Linked DNA regions of Rattus norvegicus: region 2 is linked to region 1. A link is a contact called in public HiChIP or PLAC-seq data. All regions are on one chromosome and are shown on one strand. The core of a region is the stretch at or near the end of the contact, and the rest is flanking DNA. Distances in the headings are between cores, read along the strand shown.

Evidence for each region. HiChIP or PLAC-seq counts read pairs in DNA pulled down with a chosen protein or histone mark.
Region 2: a contact with region 1 is called in an H3K27ac HiChIP or PLAC-seq map of oligodendrocytes, with 8 times the contacts expected there. The contact joins the enhancer-like site here to the promoter of Tmsb4x in region 1. A contact is called at or near these places in 5 of 12 Hi-C or Micro-C datasets (frontal cortex, kidney, liver and 2 more) and 1 of 1 datasets of contacts at active chromatin or transcription factors (oligodendrocytes).

Annotation. Positions count from the first base shown.
Region 1 is chrX:30,759,971-30,763,946 of GRCr8, reverse strand. Tmsb4x (thymosin beta 4, X-linked) reads right to left here and starts at 2,336. Exons shown (of 3, transcript NM_031136.2): 1 at 2,279-2,336; 2 at 1,163-1,277; 3 at 335-766. The coding sequence starts at 1,262. The coding sequence ends at 732. It overlaps LOC134484016 (a long non-coding RNA gene), which reads right to left. Exons shown (of 4, transcript XR_010061311.1): 4 at 3,534-3,976.
Region 2 is chrX:30,878,606-30,882,587 of GRCr8, reverse strand. No RefSeq gene overlaps it. Among named protein-coding and RNA genes, the nearest start is that of Tmsb4x, 120 kb to the right of the region's middle. Within about 2 kb of position 2,252, at least 13 of the 93 cell types and tissues checked have an H3K27ac peak or open chromatin away from gene starts, as enhancers often do.

The DNA of each region.
Region 1 (3,976 bases), core at 1,087-3,586:
GGTTTTAACTACATTTAAGTTCCTCAGGCTGGCCCTTCATGCCCTGCCCCCGCCCTTTCATTCCACAGTCCCCTTCTTCCAACAGTGGCAGCTATACCAACTTCAGATATTTTCATTAAATCTTTCATGTAATCCATTAGGAATTCACCATCTGCATGAGACCTCCCAATCTTTTGCTATAGACAAGGTATTTCATATACCTTGACTAACCCAGCGCTGTGATGCCAAAGTAGTTTGTCACTTCTATGTCCCAGTGACCAAGAGGCAGGCAGCTTTGCAAAGGTTTATCACCCATGTAACTACCCCTTTCCAGACACCAAACAGACATGCCAGCCAGGTTTTAAAACTTTATTTGCATATTAAAAAAATTGTGCATTCCAATAATTAAAATCGTTTGAACAAAAAAAAATGGCACTCTGATTAAACTGCATTTTATATCCTGCAAGACATCTTTATTTTACTCTCAATTCCACCATCTCCCACCCAGCTTTTTCCTTCACCAACATGCAAGTTCTTTTCCCTCTCTGCCAGCCAGGCCAGCAGGTGGGCGGGAGAGGCGGGGGGAGGCCTTCCTGGTCAGTAGTTCTGATTCTTTGATGTGAAAGGGGCAGCACAGTCATTTAAACTTGATCCAACCTCTTTGCATCTTACGAAGTTAAACAGCTAAAAGAAGTAAAATAAGAAGGCAATGCTCGTGGAATGTACAGTGCATATTGGCGGCGCTCGCCTCATTACGATTCGCCAGCTTGCTTCTCTTGTTCAATTGCTGTGGAAGAAAAAAAAAAGATGGAGGCTTAGAGCACCGTCTAAAATGACACGATGTTCATTTAAAAAAAATCTCTTTTCATCTTATAAAATTTCTAGAAGGATACATAGTAGCCACGCTGAGCAAGACATACTCAACCAAAGCAGTTACCCAATAAATGTATTTGCATAACAGAATAATAAATATTCCATTATTAAATCACTGAAGCCCGGCGCTTGTTGGCTGCAAAACAGTTTTTAATTAACCTTTGCAGGCCATATTCATCATCATCAACTGTCGGCTCCTCCCCCGAACCCCCCATCCTCCCCGCGGCCCCTCCCTTCCTCCTCCCGACTGCAGCTCCCGCTCTGCTCCCGCCCAGCCGGCTCTGAAAATGGGCGAGGGCGAACAGCTTACTTTCTTTTGAAGGCAGAGGATTTTTCTCTTGTGTTTCTGTCTTCTTCAACTTCGACTTATCGAATTTCTCGATCTCAGCCATATCGGGTTTGTCAGACATGGTTGCTGGAAGGAGCTGCAGGTACAAAACGAAGACCAAAGCTAAGAAAGAGGAACCCACCCTCGCCTCTCCCAGTTCTGAAAGCACCCCAAACGCGCGCGCCCGAAACCCCAAAGCCTAAAATCCTATTGCCTTGTTGACTCCTCGCTAAAGACCTTAGTCTTTCTATAGGAAAAAAAAATCTTCCCCCTTAATATTCTCAAAGTGAAGAATCAAAGAGTGAAGGTGGAAATACTCAAAGGTATTTCCGTAGAATAAAATTCATCATTGCGGAATCTTAACATTGTAGTGTTGAAAAATTAAAATTGGGATAGAACGAAGCCACTTCCAGTTTAAGAGGAAAAAGTCTAGTAAAATCTCTTAAAATAGAGCCAAGGTCGCAAAACGGGGCTGGCTCCCCAAAAGATACCAGGCGGTCCAGCTTTCTCCTCCTCACAAAGGCGAGGGAGCTGACGCCGCCAGCTGCCGACCACCGCCCTACTCGCTTCCTCTCCTCCTCCTGCCCAACAATGCAGCCTCGGCACACAAAGCTGCCTCCCCACTTCTCGCAAACGCATCTTGATCTGCATGCAGGGGCCATTTGACCGCCTTTGCATACATTCCTCTGCAAGGGCTTCCCAATTTTCACGCTAAAGGCCGGCCGGGTAGGTTAAACCTGCCACAGATAACAGCCCTCGAAGCCATCAGGCGTTTAAGGGGAATGCAGAGCGTTTGAACAAAGGATCTTTCTATTTCTGATTAATTACAGCCAGTTAAGTAAAGGAAAACACTTCGGAGAGAGGGTCGAGGAGAAAAAACCAATTCCCCTCTAAGCTGCGCAGCAGAATGCCCGATTTTTTTTGGGGGGGGGCTTTTTCTTATCATCGATTTCCCTTCCCGTTACTCAGATACCCCCTGCCCCGGTCCCCCGAAACAACCTTGCCTGGAAGTACCCCTTGGACTTCGCTTTAAGGATGAGGCAAGCGCCTCCGCCGGAGAGGCAGGGAAGGATAGAAGGAAGGGGCCCTGGGGCTCACCTGAGCGAGCTGGGCGAACAAGGAGAGACGATCTGCTCAGAGGCCGCTGCCGACTGTCGGGAGGGGCGCGGCGAGCGCCGTTTTATGCGCGCTCATATGCAAATGAGGTGATGTCACCCGCTGTCCCGCTTAACTCCTTCACGCCGCGTCTCCGGAAGGGCGTTCAGAGGCCTGTCGGACCCCCCCCCTCCCCAACCCCCACATCCCCATCCACCAGGGCCCTTGAACCACATCGATGGCGGAACTAGAAACGGAACAAACGCCTTCAAAATGCCCCTTCCCCCATTTGACGTCTATTTTATTATCCTGAACTTTTGCAATAGCCGCCCAAACCTGTTCTTAAGGATTAATGCGTGATAACTAAGGTCCCGAGTGGCACCTAAGGGGACAGACATTTTTTTACTTAGAAACCGGCTTTGTCTGCAGCCAACGCCCGCATCATAGGGTGCGGTGTCCCGCGTACAAGGGCTGGTGGGGTCTGATTCCTATGACTCAGCTTTCAGACCAGTGGACCGCATTCGCCCGCCCCACCCGGCCCTCTTTGTCTCCCTCGCTTGTCTTCCCCCTTAATATGAGAGGGTGATAAAGGAACCCTGGGTGGATTTTTAAAAGAAAAGTTTTAGCATTGCAGCATCTATATTGTTTGCTGTAATTTCTGTGAGCAATCGAGTTAACTAACATTTGCTAGGTGTAAGCTAATTGGGAGCTTTATGGAGAGCACAGCCTGCCCCTTAAAAATTAAATCAAATTCAACTTTTGCTGTTGACTGACAATAAGGAAGTTCATTTCTGTTTTATTTTCATCAATTAAAAGTGATTTCTAATGAAAGCCACGGATTCCCGAAGATCACAAGATCCTTTAGCTTTACTATCAGGATTGAAACAGAAGTGCGAGCTAGGTTTTGAGGGAAAGGTTTTCAGCAACACATGTGGACGATTCAGGTAGAGAGGTGCTGGTTTCAAAATGGCACCTGAGTCGGCGAGTACCAGGGACCTACTTGCTACTAAAAAGTAATTGCAGGTACCAAGCTTGTGCCTGCAAGTGGTAGGTGATAGGAAGAAGCTACGTAGGATATTAAAAAGCATCCTTGGGATTATTTCGGAGACATCGAGAACTATAAAACATTTCTTCTCCTTTTCTGTGCTCTGGAGGGATGTTTCCAGAAAGCCTTTGCTAAGCATTTTTTATGACAGAGGCTTTGCCTCTCTGGCAGTGAGTCAAGTGTTATAAGGACCCTAAACTGGTACTGCTGGGGCAGCTTGGACTTCCCCATTTCTTCATCTACTTCTCTTTTTACTTAGGAGGAAGGAGATGGGGGTAGGCAGGAGCAGGTGACCCATGTGGTTTCCCAGTTAATGCTCTACTTGGGAGACCGCCTTTCTGCCCTTTGCATGGGCCCTGGACCTGTTTGAGCGTGCATTAGATGTCACCTCTCGGGTAACACATCCCCTCTCTCCCCGTGTTCACTAGAAGGGAGTTTACTGCATTGTTGAAACACAGAACGGATCTTGCGGGATGCATTCCTGACCTCTTCTGCTTGGCCTCTGCAGTTACACTGACACCATTTTGGTGGGTCATTGGATTCCATGTCCCTTCACTCAGCTGTCCCTGCCTCTGTGTCTTCCTACGTCAAAGGAATGCCATAGCCTTGACCCTGGTTGCCTGTTTGCCTTAGGAAAGATGAGCCTTTACAGAAGT
Region 2 (3,982 bases), core at 1,003-3,502, 120 kb before region 1:
AACTAAACGTTTAAAGCAAACGAAAAGAAAGAGGAAAATGCTAAACTACTCTATTGTTACTTCTGGAACCAAGCACAGAACCTTAAACAGGACGATCGGAAGTTCAAAGTCCTCCTTAGCTATAAATGGAATTTGAGGTCAGCTTGGACTACAAGAGACCCTGTGACAAACACAAAAACAAATCGATACAGAGTAAAAACTGCAGAAGGCAAAAGCTACATATTATTGGATTCCATTGGGGTAATATTGTTTAACAACACGACAACACCACCAAAGCACTTGGTAGGATGACATTGCTTATAAAAAACAAACAAGCATTTAGGAGTTAAGAGTAAAAGTTAGAAGGTAGCCTGGGCTATGTATTTTAACATACAGGAAAAGGAAAAGAAAAGGGAGGGAAAGGGAAGGGGAGGGGAGGGGAGGAGGGGGAAAGGGGAGGGAAGAGTAGAGGAGAGGGGAAGGAAGGGGAGGAGAGTGGAGGGGAGGCAAGGGAAGGGAAGGGAAGATAAAGGGACCAAAAACAAATCAGTGCTTGCCAGGAACTAGGAGTTGGTGGGAGGATATTGACAACAAAATAGTCAAGTATAAGTTTATGGGATAACATAAATCATCAATGGCTTAATTGTAGTGAAACTTACAGACTATGTCTGGAGCTCTGACCTCATAGAACTGTACACATAAAAAGATGAATTATACATCATTAAATAGGTCATGAACAATAAAAATTATGATTCTATCTACACAAAAGGCATTTGTACTGATTTGCTCACCATTCTGAAATGAAGACTTAATTGTGTTATTGCGACGACAGTAATAAGGATGGTTCCATAAACACATATACCAGGGAAAGAAGCCAGCCCTCCAGGACTGTAGTGGCCTCTGAGCACAGGTTCCAGTGGTGCCTACACTAAACTTCAGAATAAAGGAAGCTCAGTCTTGGCTGCAGCTCAGTTACTGGAGTGCTTGCCTGCAAGCACAAAGCCCTGGGTCCTATGCCCAATATCACATAAGCTGGGCTTGCAGATATGTGCCTATAATTTCATCACTTGGGAGGTAGAGGCAGTAAGGTCAGAAGTCCAATGTTATCATTGGCCTATTGAGTTCTAGGTCAGCCTGGTACATAAGGAAAATACAGAGAGAGAGAGAGAGAGAGAGAGAGAGAGAGAGAGAGAGAGAGAGACCTTTGCTAGATCCCGTGCTTATGTCTTTAGCCACATGCTTTTTAGAGTAAGAAGTGAGCAGAAAGTTGTGACATTTCGACTAATAGATGTATTGAAAGTTGAGTTGAAGAAAAGCAATTATGAGTAACTTAGGACCAATTGCCAGGGTATTGTTCTCCAACTCTAGAGAAAAAACATGAATTTGATTTCAAAGCCAGTTCCAGAACAAGACATTCATCAAGCTCTCAAATGGCAGAGGAAGGGCTGGGGTAAGTCAGTGGTATATCAAGTGCTTGGCCATTGTGAGACCCTGAGTTCCATGCCCAGCAAGAGCAGCACCAAAAAAGAAGAATGTTGTTGTTTTCATAAAAAATAACTATTTACCCAGCAGGGCAACAATGGAAAAAAAATAAATGTTTAAAAAATATAGAAAGAAAAAGATACTGAATTACGCTACTGTTACTGACTTCCTGAATTGGAGTACCAAACCCATTTCCTGACTGGGCGAGACTATTGGTATCACCTAGATCTGGCCAACCCCTTCCCTGAGCGGGAAGCAAGGAACAAAGGAGAGTGTGAGGAGGATTTTAGGGAGACTCAGTCAAGGGTGAGTTAAGTTTGGAGGCACCTAGATCTGCACCTGCCCTCCCCCTGCCAGTGTCATACCCTCAAACCCAGTAAGAAAGGATTAGAATATGTCTCAGAGAAACAAGCCGTCTTCACCTAGGAGTAAAATGTACTGCCCAGAAAAAGATCCATTTTAAGAGAAGAAATAGCAAGATGGAATAACCTGGACACAAAGGCAGAACGAGACAGAATGAACTTATTTGCATAAGGAATGCTGCTCTCCTGAATGGTGGCTGCTGTCAAGTCCACCTTGTGGATAGACTAACGTGGACATTCCTTGTTCCTTAGAGCGGTGACAACACTATTACACTCCTTAAAATACCTTCTCCTTCTCTGGTTGCTTTCACAAAGCTTCTTGGGATTTCTAGAATTCAGTGGCACTCCAGAGGGGAGCAGCCAGCACGGAGGAATTCACTTTTGAAGGGAGCTGGCAGCAAGACGAGTGGGAGGGGCTGTTCGTTTTGTGCCTGGTCTGTAACAGAGCTGTCCCTTAACAGGAGATGAGACTTCTTCAGATCTCTCTGCCTGCCCTCAGCCCACATAATCCACATACTTCTCGCTGCCTGCAGATTGCATTTCAGCTGCTACCTCGTCACCAAGCAAAGGTTCCTCTTCAAATATTTGCTTTCAGAGATTCTGTCTGTGTCAGCACCGCCCCAGAACCAGGAAAGACCAGCTTAAAAGATACAGCCGGGTACAAAGTTATGTTAAGCACGTGCTTCTTATGGACATGTGTCTGTTCAGTTCTTTCTGCCTCCATGTCCTTCCAACATTCAACGTTGCTGGTTTACTCAGCCATACACCTGGCACAGGAAATGGCTTCTGTTTCTTTAAGCAACTAAGGACTGCCGAGGTAGCTCTATGGGCAAAAGGCTTGCCATACAAACATGGGAACATGCACTGGGATACACACAAAAAGCCAGGCACATCTGTAATCCCAGTGCATCTACATAGTTGTAAGAGAAAGACAGGAAATTTCCCCGGAGCTCACAGGTCAGCTCATCTGAAATACACAGTGATAAAGAACCCTGACTCGAACAAGGAAGAAAACAAGGACTGAGACTCGAGGTTGGTCTCCAACCTCCACATGAGCCTCATGACACATGTACAAGTGCATGCAACACACATAGGTGTCTTTTAAAATGTTAACAGTTGGATTGGATTGATGGCTCAGAGGTTAAGAGCACTGACTACTCTTCCTGATGGTGCTGAGTTCAATTCCCACCAAGCACAAAGTGAGTAGCTCATAACCAACTATAATGGGATCTGGTGCCCTCTTCTGCTGTGTCTGAAGACAGTGACAGTTTACTGACATATATAAAATAAATAAAAATTTAAAAAAGAATTGATTCCCACAAGTTTTCCTTATTAAAACAATGTTGAGTGCATCGTTAGGGCTAGGACTGGGGCTCAGTCAATGTAGCATGTTCAAATCCCTGAATTTTAGCCCTGGTACCACATAAAACCAAATACAGTGGTAAAGATTATTTTTCTGTAAGCCCAGCACTTAGGCAGTCGTGGTACAAGCTACAGAAGTTCAGGATTATCCTCAGCTCTTTTGGGGTACATGAGATCCTGCCTCAAAACGAATTCAATCAGTAAATGAGAAAAAGAGAAAGACTGCACAGTCTAATAACCGATGGGTGCATCTGTGCAACCACACTCCAGGTCAAACGGGATAGGAGAGTCTAGAGCTTTGAACCACATGATTGGCTAGATAGTCAGTCAGTGGGCACTGTTGATGGATAGAGGCACAGAAGAGGCAGGTGCCATATATTAGGGCAAAACAACGGAATTTTCCATTACCTTTCTCTGGACTTGTCTACAGCAAAATGTTTGCCCTTCAATGGCAATGGATCAATTAGGGACTCTGGAGGTGTCAAGGTAATTAGTCTCTTGGGGCTCCTGTAACAAATGACCACTGACTAATGATTTCTATGCTTTTTTTTTCTTTCCCAGTTCTGGGAAGAATAATTTTGAGACACCTTTAATCCCAGATTCGAGGCGAGGACCCAGTATCTCTAGGCCAAAATTAATGCGGCTTGGGCCACATGTCCCCAGGAAGCGCTAAGAGAATGTCCATGCCCTGTCTTCTTTCCAGATTCTGGTGCCCACATTCATTAGCTTGTGGCTTCCTCTAAGTTCTGTTGCTGTCACATTGCTGTCTTTCTTATGCCCATTCCGCAGCTCCCTCT